2 separate regions of the Danio rerio genome follow, and region 2 is linked to region 1. Evidence: chromatin contacts called from public Hi-C data. All regions are on one chromosome and are shown on one strand. The core of a region is the stretch at or near the end of the contact, and the rest is flanking DNA. Distances in the headings are between cores, read along the strand shown.

What was found. A called contact is a pair of places that touch in the nucleus more often than the background predicts.
Region 2: a Hi-C map of hematopoietic stem cells shows a contact between it and region 1, with 3 times the contacts expected there. The contact joins the promoter of sbno2b here to the promoter of polr2eb in region 1. A contact is called at or near these places in 2 of 18 Hi-C or Micro-C datasets (caudal fin and hematopoietic stem cells).

What each region holds. Positions count from the first base shown.
Region 1 is chr22:17,297,276-17,302,218 of GRCz12tu, reverse strand. It overlaps polr2eb (RNA polymerase II, I and III subunit E, b), which reads right to left and starts at 1,649. Exons shown (of 8, transcript NM_001003564.2): 1 at 1,502-1,649; 2 at 1,166-1,340; 3 at 674-789; 4 at 500-580. The coding sequence starts at 1,558. It overlaps im:7147916, which reads right to left. Exons shown (of 1, transcript XM_073936813.1): 1 at 2,428-4,943. The coding sequence ends at 3,629.
Region 2 is chr22:17,472,820-17,477,490 of GRCz12tu, reverse strand. It overlaps sbno2b (strawberry notch homolog 2b), which reads left to right and starts at 2,505. Exons shown (of 32, transcript NM_001423267.1): 1 at 2,505-2,702.

The DNA.
Region 1 (4,943 bases), core at 400-2,899:
TATATATATATATATATATATATATATATATATATATATATATATAAGGCACCGGAAACCATATTAAAAGTCTGTGTGCATATAGCCCATTGTGTTCAAAAGAAGAAAGAAACTTCAACGCTAGAAACTAGTGGACGGAGATTAAATGATGTCAGAAGAGTTATTTCTGTGTAAACTGGCTTTTTAAGTTAGGAGATTCTGATTGGCTGTGGATTTTTTTATTGTTCATCAGCTAAAAATATAATAGTTCTCCGAATGTGATTTTGGACTAACAGTAAGTGATACAACATTAAGGTGCTTTTTTCCACCAGTGAATTAAAAACCGTGCAGCCATTGACTTCCTTAACGGGAACAAAAATACTACAGCAGGTCAATGGCTGCTGCTTTCCAACATTGTTGTCAACAGAAGAAATAAACTCAAACAGTTTTGGAACAAGGGTGAGTACATGATGACAGAATTTTCACTTTTTGGGTGAGCTATAACTTTAAGTCTCCTCACCTCGTGTTCTGTAATGTTGATTAGAAGCTCCTGCTGAAGAAACTGCTCCAGTATGTACTTTGGTGCCATGTCGACCAGAGACTGAAATGTGACAGAGAGAGATAAAAAAACGTATTTATCTTGTAAAGTGCTCGACATTAGAACTGTAAACATTAGTAAATGTGCGAGTTGCACCTGTTTGGCGGAGGGTGTCATGCCCATCTGTACTACAATGATGGCGCGGGTGATGTTTTCCTCCTGCATGCGCTGGCAATACATCTTTATGGTTTTGATGCCAACCTTTGGTTCCTCTGAAAGCAAAATTGAAGTTTCAATATATTTAAACTCTTTAACGTAAATACAAAATTGATCAACCACTCCACTGAGGTAAAGCTGGTTTCACGTTTGTCCATTTTTACCATGATGCTTTGAATATTCAGTCTGCAATCGCATGGAAGTATGACTTTAAAACAACATTAGCCCTATTTGACTATTTAATTAACAGTGATGTATTTGATAGTAGCTGGCTGCTAATATGATTTCCCTGTTTAGAATTAGCATAGAATACTTTTCTGAAATTATATTATTAAGGAGATTGTCCGAATATAAAACCAACTTCACCTAATAACCACTCCTTGTTATCTCGGACTAGTTAAATAAATAGGGCTGCTGCGGAATAAAACATACCCGGGAAGAACACAAACATCTGGTCGGTCGGGTCGTCATTGTGGGCCACCAGGACTGTCAGGTCATTTCGTCGTGGTCGACCCTCGCTCGGTTTATCTCCAAACTGACTCCTGAATTCATCAAGAGTCTGGTCCAATTCATCCTGCGTCACCAAATATCCGCGATCGTGACAAAGCTGTTGGTTAAATATCAACATTGTTATTACATCATGTTATTTCTGTTATTTAAATGTGTATGGTTTTATAAAAGACATGAAATCCATTCAATAGTAAACCGGAACAAGCATCACTAAACTGTGCGAAACGTTATAAATAAAGCATATATGTCTTTCTTTACCTGCATTATAGTTTTTCTAATTTTCCATAGTCTGTATGTCTCTTCCTCGTCATCCATACTGCGCTATAAATATGATTAATACCAAATTTTGACGATCAAAACAATCCGCTAATGTGATGCTTCTTCTCCACGTTTGTTTCCCGTTGCTGGCGCGAGTAAATGACGTCAGACGTTACGCCACAGCGTAGATACAATGCGCAGCTTTAAAAAAAAAAAAAAAAAAAAAAACAATGCGCAGCTTTATTTCGTACAAAAAACAGTGCGCGTTGCTTAGAAGTATCACAACTTCTAAGCAATATCACAGCTATTGCTTTCTTTAAATACTGATTTTGTTTTATGTAAACGAACAAGGAAGGAAAGAGAGTTGTATAGCATTTGAGAAGTGCGTAGGGTTTGAATCGTTTGAATATAGATTCAATCGAACAGTTCAAATATCCGGTGTCAAGGCGATTCAGTGATTCATTTTGACCATAGAGCGTCGTCCCCAGCGTTTTAGGAAATGTTACAGGGTTAAAAAAATACATTAGCAATTATTCCAGAGGATTTTGATTGAGTAGATTTACGTCAATTACATTTATTGTAACGTTATGTCTGCTTGTGTTCAAAAGTTAACAAAATCGATTAGAACAATTAATAAATTGTTTTGAAAAAGGGTTTACAAAAGGATAACGATCATTAATTTTGTCTTATTGTAACCCACCTATGAAATTGATTTACTGAAAAGGGGAAAATTATCTACTGGGTCTGAGCTTTCTAAAGTATATATGAAATTTCAACACAATTTACTTGAAATCTCGGGTTCGGGATATCTCAACTTAACGACACAATATATTATTGAATGGTGTGGTCAAATTTTACATATTATTAATACTATAATCTCCAACTGCTCAAATAAAAAAAAATAAAAAAACCCAAACACAAGAAAATACTTTTGAGTTTGCTGTATTGCAAATTTTCTGGTCTGTATCTGAACTGCTTTTCAGCCCTTATAAAAACATACTCATGTATTCAAAACAAACAAAATTAAATAAATAAAATACAATATGTTGACAGCAATTCAGCCCTTTTTGAAAAAAAAATAAAACTATACAGAAGTAGGAAAATACAGTTTCAGTTGTCTAAACGTCCCAATTTCAACATATATTTATATATATGAAACTTCAAAGTCCTGAATGTAATGTAAAACGTAGTTCAATGACTGTGAATCAGTGTATGTGTTTCCTACGAAAATCCTTGACGATTGAGTGATGACATGCGTCCATCCAAATTGGGAGAAATCCTCACGGAGTGAATGTAACGAGCCACTCCCCTTGCCTGCACGAGTCCAATGCGGCCGCGGCGCGATGGAACAGTCCAGTGTCAGTTAGCTAATGCAGCAAAACAATTTGGGACATTAATTTTATGCAGAATTGGCAGGATGGATTAAATTAGAAGACAGCCAAAACGTGTCTCTCCTGTCTTCACCACAAGCTGGCGTACAAGTGACGTCAGTCACCCTCTTCATATAACTTCACAACTTCACATAACATTGCTAACTTCAACTAAGAGCATTTTCACAAAATAGTTCACAATATGTTCAAAATATATACATATAAAACAGAGTAAAACACATTGAACACGGTAAACTTGTACATTTACAGCGATCCATGAACAGTATGCATCATCTATACAATATAGCTAAACAAATCGAAAAGTAAAATAAATATGCAGGAAATCCGAATGTATATAACTTACCTAATGCAGCAAAACAATTTGGGACATTAATTTTATGCAGAATTGGCAGGATGGATTAAATTAGAAGACAGCCAAAACGTGTCTCTCCTGTCTTCACCACAAGCTGGCGTACAAGTGACGTCAGTCACCCTTGACCTCAATTCCGGTTTTTAGAAATTAACTTCTGAATGTAAATTTATACATCTATAAATTTTTTTTAAATGCCCAATTGTTGTGCATTAGGTAAGGTAAGAAAATAAAACATAAATACATATATTCTGACAAATAAAAAAAATTAATTAAGAAACTCTTAATTACATGTCAAAATAAAACAATATTTAACACTCAAAAATTTGAGTGGGTTACATCCTCCCCTGCTCAAAACTCTGATGTCCTCATCAGGCACTTAATAAGCTAACCTATAAGGCTAAACAACAATTCGCTTTGTGTTAGCTGCACTCGCATCTGTTGTTGCATCATCTCAAGTACTTGACTTAATTGACTGGATTGATTTTCCAGAGTAACACCCTGCCTCTTGCATTGTGCTTTCCACCCAACGTAATCATTTAATTTATTTGGGGGTTTCTTTTCCCTCTTAGACCTTCTTAAGCCAACAACACAATCACGCTCTTCAACACTCAACTCATCAGGCTGTACTGCCACATCATCATCTTCCTCCAAGGAGGAAACATCTTGCTGAATTTCAGTCTCGCAACTATTCTCAATGTCGTTCTCAACAGATGTAACACTCAATGTGTTCATTTCATCATCTTGCCTGTTTGAAACACTAAGAGTCCTAGAAAGCTCAGGAACGTTTTGCAAGACTGAATTGAATTCTGGAGCATGAGGATTCAAAGACTTTGAACTTTCAGCCTCCAAAATTTCACCAAAATTATCGACCCCTGCATCCCCTCTCAAATCATCCGTATTCACTCTAGAAGAGCAATTTTCTGGCACAGTGAGTATTTCATCAGCTACAGTAGGACTGACGGGAAGAAACCCACAAGGGAGCAAAAGATCTCTGTGGAGGATACGCTCAGAGCCATCACCATTCTCGGGCCGAACCACATACACCGGAATGTCTGCATTTGGCTGCTTGACAACCACATATACAGTGGACTCCCAGCGATCTGCTATTTTATGCTTTCTTCGAATGTTGACGTTCTTAATGAGAACACGATCGCCCACTTCAACTGAAGCGGCTGTGACTTTCTTATCCCATCGAGCTTTATTCATCAATTGCCTTTTCTCTGCATTTTGGACCGCTAATTTATAAGCATACCGTAGTCTTTGCTTAAGTTCAGTGACATAATGAGTGTGAGTTTTGGAATTATACCCCTTGGGGTTAATCCCAAAACAGAGGTCTATTGGAAGACGAGGTTGACGTCCAAACATTAAAAGAAAAGGACTCTCACCAGTCGCGTCATTTCTCGTACAGTTGTACGCATGCACCAGTGGACGTACATATTTTCTCCAATGTTCTTTCTTCTTATCACTCAAGGTTCCCAATAAATCCAGAAGGGTTCGGTTAAACCTTTCTACTGGGTTTCCCCTAGGGTGATAAGGTGTTGTGCGGGATTTGACACCAGCTAGAGTACACAATTCTTTTACCAGTTCAGACTCAAAATTGGCACCCTGATCACTGTGTATTCTTTTAGGGAAACCAAAATGACAAATTAAATTTTCCCACAACACAGAAGCCACAGTCTTGGCAGTTTGATCTTTAGTG
Region 2 (4,671 bases), core at 1,256-3,755, 170 kb before region 1:
AAACTTTGGTTATTAATTACAAATTAGTTCATTGATCTAAATAAATCTATAATTGATATGATAGATTGGCTATAATTTAGAAAATATATTCTTTTTTCTATACATTTTACTAAAATGTGGACTATAAAATGAACTTAATAGATGCTGAAATAGCTGTATTTACCTCTTGATCACACTGCGGGGAAAAAAAATTTATTATTATTTTTTTCCATTATATATTTTTATTAGGCTACTAATTTTTAAAGATTCTTAAAGCAAGAAACGTTTATATGAGAAGCCAATTGGTTAAAATGTACAGTGTATCTGTGAATTTAAAATAATTTTTTTTCTGCTTTAAACCATATTCAAGGAATAGGTCATTTAGAAATATACATTTTTACTCCACGTGTGGTTTTAAATTTTGATGAGTCACATTCTGTTGAACATAAAAGAAAACACTTTGAAGAATGTTGGTCGCTGGCACCAAAGAAACTACTATGGAACTTAATAATTACCAGCTACCAGGATCTTTTCAAAATCTCTACTTTTGTGGTTTAACTTGTGAAGGGTGAGTGAATAATGGAAGAACTTTCTTTTTATTTTATTTATTTATTTATTTATTTATTTATTTTATTTTTTTTTCGGGGGGGGGGGGGGACTGTGCATTTCATATGCATTTACTACTAAATGTTTTAGCATTTATTAGCCTATTATTATATAGCAAAATTAATACATCTTTGAACACAAAAAAGATACTTTTAAGATTGCTGGTTGCTGGCACAAAAAAAATTAAATAAAAATACAATGTAAGTTAATAATTATAAGCAACCAGCATTTTTCAAAAGTGAAGTGGTGAAGGGTAAGTAAATGATGGCAGAACTTTTATTTTGGGGGTAAACTGTCCATTTACAATGTGCATTTACTACCAAATGTATTAGCATATATTAGACTATTTTTACAGATGACTATTTTACTAGATGATGTTTTAGTAGAATATACAAAACAAAACATGGTTTTGTAATAATAGGCTAATAAATGCTGATATACTTGGTAGTGAATGCACATTAAAAGGACAGTCTAGGCTACACTGAGGTTTTGCATATTGCTCCTACATAATGTTTTATTATTATTTTATTAGACAATTATTACAAAACCATTTTTAATAATGTTTTGTAATAAATTAATAAATGCTAATACATTTTATAGTAAATGCACATTAAAGGTAGAGGCGGACTAGGGGATTTGAGGGTCCTAGGCAAGTCCAGTTATAGGGGGGTTTAGCATTGAAACTCAAATCATTCTCTTTTTCTTTAGTTTGTTGTTGTGGTTGTAAATAAACTGTACATTTAAAATATATTTAAAGTGGAACCTTTATCTTCTTAATGTAAAATTAAATACACTAAATTCACAAATAAAAAAAACAAGTTCATAAACTAACTTTAAAGTTAATTAGCCATATTTGTGATTAGATTTCAATATTTGTGTGTAGATTTTTTTTTTTCTTGAAACTGCTGTATTATCTAACGAAACATGAAATCAAATTTAATTCCCAATCAATCACCCTAAATATTTTTGCCATTTTTCATATGAACTGAATAACTGCATTTTGTGAATTGGCAACCGTCACTGATCTCTGGGGAATTATCTGTTATTTGAGCAGGTCTTCTCTTAACAAGCCCAACGTTCTCATCTTCTGACAGGTGTTTAAAAAAGAATGTTGAAAATAAGAATAACGTTAAAATCTTTATGCTTTTAGACATATTTTACAGCATTTAAAAGAGCTATATGATTAATATAGGCTTCCTGTTATTGGTCAGGGCCCCCTAATTCCCTGGGGCCCTAAGCGGCTGCTTACCTCGCTTATTGGTTCATTGGTAAGTTCACCCCAGATTAAAGGCACAGTCCAGGCTACACTGAGCTTTTGCACATTGCTCCTACATAATGTTTTATTATTATTTTATTAGCCTATTATTACAAAACAAACCAAATATTGTAATAATAGGCTAATAAATGCTAGTACATCTGGTAGTGAATGCACATTAAAGGGAATAGTTTAGGCTACATTGAATTTTTTTTAAGTAAAATGTTTAGGCTACTAAAAGATTTTTAATGCACCACTGAAGGTAAAGGTCACCTAAACCTTGGATGACCTCATTAATGGGATGACCTGAGCTAGCAGTGACGTAGCTTCACATTGTGTTCACTAGGTGACGCAACAAACTAAGAAATTATTGAGAGATACCGAAACATTAGAAAACAACCTCAAATACACGTTAAACCTCCGTGAAGTGGTTTCAGACATGTTCCATTAATACAATTTCACTATAAAACCAAGACTATTTGTTATATCATACTTTGTTTTCATACAACAGAATGGATTACTTCATGTACGGCGCGGGTGAGACGCGACACAAACGCGACGCTATGACAATCCACCAATGACTTTACGCGGCAACGAGAACGTCGTATGTGATTGGTAACTGGCTGGTGACGTATAACCACTGCCAGACGCGTCGCGTTGAATACGCAACTTGACTTTGACGCGAGTGCAGTCAGACGTGTCAGAAAAGTCAGCCGCGGAAGTATCGGTTTTCACTTCAACATGGCTTCAAGTGTGACGAGTTGAGATCAGAAGACCAGGAATATTCTTTTTGTTACGAGTCCCAAGGCGTCAAACAAGGGAAAAGACGAGGGAAATATATTCAAGAGCCGCTTTTAGTCAAGTAAGTCAGTCTGAAGTCGTGTTCCTGTCAGTTTCTAGAGTTGTTTGTGTGCCGGCGTCTCAACTGTGTGGCGCATGCGCGGTGCGGCCGAGTAGCGCAGTTTGTGAAGGTAAGTTGTATTGTCAGTTGACAAGACGCCCAATTATTATACGTTTAATGACATTTTAAAGTGATAGTTTATTTCATGAAGGTTTCAAAAAGTTATAAGTTGAAATATCTCGTTATTTTCAATGCAGAATACTATGTATAAAGTCAAAATTGGTTCAAGTCAAGGAAAGTTTTGTGAGAGACATAAAAGTACTGTAACACGACGTATTTGTCAAATACCACAGGTTGTAAACAAGAAAAACACTATTTGAGTGTGTATATGTTAAAATGCAAGTCATAAGAGCACATATTTTAATTTCAGTTTCTGTTTTCATTTCTGTATTTGTTCTAGGTGACATTTCTTGTCAGTATGTTAAATGGATCTCTAATGCATTGTGTAAACATAATAATAATATATGTGTCACATCTAATTTATTCTATGAATTAGGTTTATTAATAAGGGATGAGTGACAGTGTAAACACTTCAGGCTTGAGTTGAGCTTGTCTGAACTCATATATTGCTGTAAAATATATTGTCCTGTTGTTATTTAATTTGGTATCCAAGTGATTTTTCAGAAAGAAAGAAAGAAAGAAAAGATACAGCACTAATAAATCAAGAGCTTACTGGGACTTATTGGGATAATTTTCCCGTAGTTGAAAGTCTTTCACTTTCAAATGACACAGATGTTCGTAGGAATTACAGTATTTACACAGAATTGCTTTGATGCAAACAGATACTTCCATGGAAAATGATGAAGTGGGAGGATGATTTTGCTGGACCGCAGTTCTTGACATCCGTTCCTATTTAAATCTAATGGAGAAGTAATAATGTTTAATCCTGTATTTAATCAGGTGATATCAGCCTCGTTGTTCAGATATGACAATGTACACAGTGGATTGTGTGGGTACAGAAGTCACGCAAACTTCTCTCTTCTTTCATTGGCAGCAGAGGGTAGAAAGGCTCAATTAGAGGCTCTTGTTCTCCAAATGGGTGACGCAAGTTGACATCACTTGGTCTAGACGGCTACATATGGAGAAAAACAAAGGGAGTTTGGCTGTTTCATTTTTGTAGTAACAGAATGTAATATATGTATAAAATGCACAACAAAAATGTACTCAAAATAGTGACTAAAACTGAAGCTGGAGAAGTTTTGTGTGACAGATTTGAGTGTATCTGGTGTTCAAAGGAATTTGGTTTATAAACAAGTTCAGTTGAACTGAAACTGAAACTAATTTATTATTATTTATTTTTTTTGTAGATATTTTTTTTACGATCATGCACCAGTTTAGCTAGGAGTTAAACCATACTTAAAAGCCAAATGTAAAATAATGTTATGCTTTTATTGCATTTAATTGCTAGATCATTATAGGTATTAAACTAGTTTGAAATATATTATTTTTATTATAAAATTTATTGATTTTAAAATTGAATCCTAAGAATTGGGTTAATCACACTTAAAAATTGGCTTTTGTTGCTTGTTCAAACTATTTATTTAAAATAAGTAAAACATAACACCAACAACTTCATTGTTTTGTGTTCAATTTTTTTTAAATTTGTAAAAACTATTAAGTTAACTTAATTGATTAGTGATGGGGCAACATGAATGAATTGTGTGGAACCCAGCATTTTTGCAGTGCATTTTAGCTTCTAAAAGTTCAACGGATTAACTTTCCTTTTGACTTATAGACTTGAAAATGTTATCACAGTTTAGCAAATTGCTCATGTTAATATTTTGGGCAAACATTTTAGCTTTTTAAAATGTGATATTAAAAATTCATTTAAATATTCTTATTAAAAATCATAATAATTTTAATAGTTTAGCCTCTTCTATACCATTTTAGCTTTAAAGGTTTAAAATGAAAGAATAATTTAAATATTCTT